2 separate regions of the Mus musculus genome follow, and region 2 is linked to region 1. Evidence: chromatin contacts called from public Hi-C data. All regions are on one chromosome and are shown on one strand. The core of a region is the stretch at or near the end of the contact, and the rest is flanking DNA. Distances in the headings are between cores, read along the strand shown.

What was found. Hi-C and Micro-C count contacts between places; a contact is called where the count stands out from the background.
Region 2: a Hi-C map of the P5424 cell line shows a contact between it and region 1, with 3 times the contacts expected there. The contact joins two enhancer-like sites. A contact is called at or near these places in 4 of 39 promoter capture datasets (3T3-L1-derived adipocytes, the HPC-7 cell line, HPC-7-derived erythroid cells and 1 more), 28 of 484 Hi-C or Micro-C datasets (the 3T3-L1 cell line, CD4 T cells, the CH12 cell line and 15 more), 5 of 115 datasets of contacts at active chromatin or transcription factors (T-cell acute lymphoblastic leukemia, differentiating embryonic stem cells, embryonic hindbrain and 2 more) and 1 of 9 other capture datasets (embryonic stem cells).

The regions. Positions count from the first base shown.
Region 1 is chr2:75,071,792-75,075,085 of GRCm38.p6, forward strand. The region is part of intron 1 of Gm46748 (a long non-coding RNA gene); the gene reads left to right. Among named protein-coding and RNA genes, the nearest start is that of Gm46748, 12 kb to the left of the region's middle. Within about 2 kb of position 1,595, at least 29 of the 459 cell types and tissues checked have an H3K27ac peak or open chromatin away from gene starts, as enhancers often do. A contact at or near this core is called in the P5424 cell line and T-cell acute lymphoblastic leukemia, where this site is marked.
Region 2 is chr2:75,146,415-75,149,659 of GRCm38.p6, forward strand. The region is part of intron 2 of 2600014E21Rik (a long non-coding RNA gene); the gene reads left to right. Among named protein-coding and RNA genes, the nearest start is that of Gm13652, 10 kb to the left of the region's middle. Within about 2 kb of position 1,732, at least 12 of the 459 cell types and tissues checked have an H3K27ac peak or open chromatin away from gene starts, as enhancers often do. A contact at or near this core is called in the P5424 cell line and T-cell acute lymphoblastic leukemia, where this site is marked.

The DNA of each region.
Region 1 (3,294 bases), core at 345-2,844:
CAGGTTGGCCTCAAACTCACTAAGTAGCCCTGAGCGCCCTGGCCTTGAACCCCTGATCTTTCTACTTTTGCCTCTTAATTATCAGAATTACTGGAGCGAGCTATCACATACAGTTGTAGTTATGTCATATTTACTTGTTTGTTTGAGTATGTTTTTCAAGACAGGGTTTGTCGGGGTAGCCCTGGCTGTCCTGGAACTCTCTCTGTAGACCGGGCTGTCCTGGAACTCACATAGATCTGCCTGCTTCTGCCTCCCTGGTGCTGGAATTAAAATCGTGCACCAAAACCAACTGGCTTGGTTTTGTTTTTAATTCCTAACAATTACCTAGGTGTATTTGTGTGACTCCAGGGTACTGTCTAAATCGATTTTCCATTCAGCAGTTATCTAGTTTGAGGATCTTTGCCCATCTTCAGCCTTTGAACCTGCTCACAAATGCAAGTCCTCTGTCATGGCTTGCTTCTGACAGACCTGATGCTTGCTTAAGCACTAAAACTTTGGGGCTAAGCTTGTTCGGACAAACTCCAACACACTCCCATGCTGTGCAGACCTGAGCTGGTGCTGTGCCAGGCATCATGTCAGGAAGGCTCACTTTGGCAGCCATCAATTCTCAAGATGCTTGCAGACAGGCTTCACCAAGGTCATTTAAATGTAAATAGACGAAAAGATGCTTGCTGTAGAGACAACTTTTTTTTTTAAATTCATTTTAAACAAATCTCTCAGATGATGACAAGGTAGCCAGAGAACTCTCAAAGCCACCGCCACTGGGGCAACGAATTCAGCATCCTGTTTTTGTCACCTTCCTCCTGGGGCCTCCACAGTGATTCTCCAGTGTGTTCCTGCACGTTTATTGCAGGATGCTGGGGCCATTTCCGCATTTTGTGCATCTATTTTTATTAGGTTGGGGGACAATGCACATGCTGGTACGTGAAGAGTTAATGCTCAGCTGCGCTGCCGATGCGCCCTTCTTCACAATATGTTTCCTTTGAAGCAGGGGCACAGTGCTTCAAAAGACAGAAGCTGTAATTCTGTGCAGATTCCTCCTGATTAATGAATGGGACATTTCAGTTGAATTTTTAAATGAGTTAGAACAATATAAAAGCGATGGATATAATCCTTAAATTTTTTTTATTAAAAGGTATTTCAGATTTGGAAATCTCAGGCATTGTCCTCATATGTGGTTTTGTGAGTTGTTTTGTTTTGTTTTTGCCACCAAACTGTTGTACAAATCATGTAATGCTTGAGGGAAGAGGAAAAAAAAAAGAGTGTGGTCTCCTTGTGAAGCTAAATGAAATAAAATATAAAGTTTGCGATACATTAAGTCACAAACATAAATATGTACTTTATGGCCAGCTGTCATTTCTGAATATGCACATTTTAAAATAGAAACATTTACCCCACATGCTGATTGGCAGTTTCCCAGGTCCAAAAGCCCAATTGCATTTAAGATGCAAAAGATTAAAATGCCTAAGTAGATAAAGTTAATAGTTCGTCTTCCTAAATGCTTTTCTATGTTTGAAGTCTTACTGTTCCACCCCGTAGATTCAAGAGGCTGGGGCTACTTTGATGTGGATTTGCGTTTTACGCACATGCTGTTACTGGAACTGAATCTGACTGCCTCACAGATACTCATGAGAGACAAGATCTGCACATGACAAGAACGGAGGCCATGTGGCTCCATCCACTTCGCCCCGAGTGTGCCACTTCCTGAGGAAGGTGGACTATTTTTCCGTAATCCTGTCACAAATATCTACCCTCCATTTTGGCTAAAAAGCCATTTCAACAGCGAATATTCCATCTCCCAATGACTTTACTCCTCCTCCCCTGCATAAAAATTGGTCAAGGAGAACATGGAGATTGCATTGACTGGAAAATACAATTCCCCAGGGACACCTTATTTGCTAGTCCAGACAGCATCTCTCTCTCTCTCTCTCTCTCTCTCTCTCTCTCTCTCTCTCTCTCTCTCTCTGTAGGTAGAACTGAATTTGTAAATGCCTCCAGTCCTTTAGGACACACAGGCAATTGGCAGTTCAAAAGTTCATATGATGCCATATGTCCTAATAATTTTTATCTACATCTAAAACAATACGGGACTGTCAAATAAAATCCTGCATGCAAACAAATGATGGAATGCAGGGGAACCCTCTGCCCTAGCCCTGTCGTCTTTGTCCGACAAGCTAATGCAATAAGGCCAATAATAAAAGGTTGTGTACCAGGCCCAAAGCCTGTGACAGATAAAAAAGAAATGTTGGAAACCAATGAAGCTTTTGCACAATTAGATTTTTTGAGGCTGTGCTGTAAGGATTGCCCAGAGCCTGTTCAGTCCTGATTGATGGCAAAATCATAACTACATCATATTAGCTGTAGAGTTCACTGACAGGTTACTACAGATTAATATTGCCACTGCTGTTCACTTACCATCAAACCAAGGGAAATATGAATTGAGCCTTCCTTCTAACAAACCGTGCATATTAAAAGCTAAGGTGTTCCATGGAACAATCTTCCCCCTGTCACTGAGGGAAGACACAAACAATGTCTATTTGAGCAATATGCAGATACTTTGTAGAATACTAATTAGTTGCCTGCCAGGAGAGCCCCAGCACATCAGGCAGGCTAACGACCCTTCTTTCTAGCTTGTTCCTTCCCAGCTCTTGGCTACAGGGTTGAAAACGACACCCTAAAACATGGAGCAGCAATCTTGGTGATTTAAATGCTGGCTGCCAGGCAAATTGCAGTGATATCAATTTGGCCAGTGTGTTTTGCATCGTGTGAATCTGAAACAGGGGACACTATGGAGTCAGGCTTTGCTTGCTCTGGACACGGGACAGTTTGTAGGAGCTGCTTGCAGAGTCTTCTATCCACGACAAAGTTGGGAGCCGTGCATGCTTGCTTCTTTACTTTAAAAATGTTGAGAGTGCATGAAATAAGCACGGTGCTCTCTGAATTCCAGCGTGCTGATGATGGTGTCCTGAGATGAGACATTTCATCTATTTGTCATCTCAAGCCTTGGTTAAAAAGTCAACTGTGAAACGGGTCAAGGCCTCATCCTGCAGGGTATGAAATGAGAGGTTGTTCCTGATTAGAGGCTGCTGGGGATGAAGCAGCTGAATGAGAGGGATCTCCTTTCCTCTTTTCTGGTGTTATAACGAGAGTCACAACCTGGGAGGGGCAGAAGACCCGAAGGCGCTGCCACATTGATCCAGGTGCTTGTCTTCTTGTGAGTGAGAATGCAGATGCCCAAGTGAGGAGGTTGACCAGGGGATCTCCAAGGTTTGCTATAGTTTGTTTGGTATTGTA
Region 2 (3,245 bases), core at 482-2,981, 75 kb after region 1:
CATATTCTCTGAAAGTGTCGTTTCCAGGAAAGGGCATCAGAGCCTTCTGTTTGGAGACTTGTTACATGTGTCCCTGTGAAGCAATGTCTGAGAAGGGAACTGGAGGGAGCAGAGAGTCCAAGCGGCTGCACAGGAAGGACCCTGTGTTCACGGCAGCCACTTTGAGAGGGCTGCTGGCTATGATATTTCCTAGAGAAATCTGAGACCTCCAATGGGTTTGGAACTATTAGATACAAGGCCCTACACAGGGATATCACAAAAAGGAGATGTATTTGAAATATTAAGACTAAGCACCACTCTAAAAACTTCATTTATAAGAAGATGCCTAAGAGAACATAAATGTTAGTTACTTGAAAAGGTGTTGGTAGAAACTGAGAAATAGTTCACAGGCACTAAGAAAGCTTATGAAATCTCACTAACAGACTAAACACATCAAATCTAGTTTTATTTCGACAAATATCTAATTCTATAAATTGAATTTATTAAAATTTCAAATGGTTTCAGAGGAGACATGTGCTGAGTTTCTTCCCGATTTCTAATGCATATGTAGGCTAGGCTGGCTGGGTATTTCTGTGAACTCACAGATCACAAACACTTGTCAAATACAAAGGAAAAGCATTTCAAGAAAATGTGGTAGCTGCAAAAATGAAGGAATGAAGGAATGTGGGCCTAGAGAGGATAAGAAGTTATATACATTGTATACATTCGCATACATTTACTTACTTATATTTTCATACAGTCACATATATACACATGTTTTAGCAAGAACACTTTCCATTTCCTAATGTTCATAAATAAAGAAATACAGCTTCATATTGAGTGTTGCTTTCATCATAATTAAATTTCCTTTACATTTGAATCTTAATATCTTCTTTTAGGATACTCTTTGATTAAGAAAGAAGAACAGTGCAGGTAGTAGAGAGTCAAGTGATAGCATCTCCATATTCCACAGCAAGGGGGTTTCTGTTGGAACCCCGCTTGCCTCCATAATCTAAACACTTAAGCGTATTAAGGTTCCAGAGATGGATTGATGTTTGGCACTGGGTGTCAAAACATTTCCTGCTGGGCCCTCAACCACTAACAAGCTTGCTGGTGAGGAGGCGGGGCGGGGCGGCTGATGGAGGAGGTGGAGAGAAGGAACTTTGTTGCAAATCCTGACATCTGAAGTCTTTATCAGTCCAGGCAACTTTTTTGGTTCACGCTGATGATACCATCATCGATCTGTCTGTCACGTCTTGGACTCACTGCTCAGTTGTAAATGTCTCCAGGCCATGGGCACTCTTACAGGGTAGTAGCATCCACCCCGCCAGACATCTGGATGTCAGTTATAATTGCCTCCCTGCTCCCAAAGTTGTTGCCAGATAGATACTCTCGATCCCCTTTGAACACACTGCGCTGACGCACCCAGGCTTTGGGCCATTGATGTGACAGACAGTCAGTTCCTGGCTTTGGCATATTTGGGGAAGATTTATGAAATGAAGATGGGGGTCCCCATTTCTGCTGGAGGGGTGGCTGTTTTCGTCAGCCCCGAGTTTAATGGTACAGCGGTTTCCTCTGATGCCTGTAGAGCTCACCCTTTGAACACGAAGAGAAAGAATACATTCACAAATTACTTTCACGGTGTTGCCATGTTTACTGTTTCCTGTTGTCTTTGCCTGAAAGTGTTCAAACCAAAATTAGTGCTGAGGGGAAGAACCTTTGAGCCAGGGGATGAAAGGAGCTGATTTTTTTTTTCTCTCGTGCAGGTTCCTGTGTCCCTTTGATTTAGGCACCGCGGACCTTAGACAGGATATGGCACCAATTAAGAACACGAAACTTAATTTTTGGACTACATAATCACATGATCCTTCTTGTGGTGTCTGACTGGGGGCCGCTGACACGGCTTTACTGCTCAGCTGCAGTCCTGAATGGTTTGGGCTGGCTTTGTTTGAGAGCCACAGGGCAAATAATACTGGGCCACATAGAGGCCTAGCAAATAGCTACAATGTAGAATAGGTTTTATATGATGACTGGTCGCTCAAGGCCGGAAACTTAGGCACACTCACTCCGTGAGTTCCAGATCTACGCTTCAAGATTGGAGGCAGATACTGCTTTTAAGATTTACATTTCAGAATAAATCCATTAATGTGATCTCAAAATGTAAGAACAGAACAAATGACTGCTAACTGCTTCTTCTTAGCTTTAAATCACATCTCTCTTGAGAGCTTTAGTGTTCACTGACAAGTCAGCTTTAGATAGTATCACAAAATAATGCATCTATGCTCAAAGAGATGAGAAAACAGTATATCAGGTAACATATTTAAATCATAAAATTACACGCTGATGTCTGCTTTGAGTGCCAAGAAGGAAAACAAAGGCTCACAAATACAGGCAGTTGGGTCAACCTTCTATCTTTTCACGCTGACACTGTGTTTGACTCTAGCTAATGGTTCCGTGAAAAAGGTATTAGTGTTTTCAGATCAGCCCCTGGTGGTCTACAGCACACATTACGTAACCTGCTGGTGGGTCTAACAGGGCTATTTCTCATCTGTAGACAGTAGCCTTTTATAATTCTGTCTGGATGTGGGCTTTTTTCTTTAAACTTTAACCTGTTTATGACGCACTTGAAAACAGTGAAAATGTTTATGGAGAGAAGTCAAATTAAATTTTGTGGGACGCTCTAGGAGGTTCATAGGTCTAAATTTGATCCTACCACCACTCGGTGACAAGCTGAAGTCATTACGCTAGAAACAACAACAACAACAACAACAACAAAGTCACTCGTGACTTCTGCTCTCAGTGGAAAATTAGCCAAGGCTGCAGCTTTTCCAGCCAAGACCCAGTCTCATTTCCCATGTGCAGTTGGTTAGCTCCTTGCCATATCCCCAAGGATTCTGTGTGAGACTGAAATGCTGCAGAAAAAAAAAAAATGAGAATTTCCACACTTAAAAAGAGCCACGGCAGCATTTGTAAGCTCTGATAAATAAGAAGAAATGAAGAGAAGGTTGGTTTTGCTTTCTTCCCTTCTAGCTAAAAAAAAAAAAAAAAAAAAAAAAAAAAAAAAAAAAAAAGGAAAGAAAGAAAGAAAGAAAGAAAGAAAGAAGGCATGAATGAGCAGGAGATTCCAAGGTTAAAATTGAGCAAAGGTTTGCTTTTGCTTTTTAGAGGATGTTAGGAAACAAAACAGAACAACAACAACAACAACAACAAAATAAAACAAACAACCCCGGCCAAGTGTTTACAGTTTCTCAACTCCAATTTGGAAG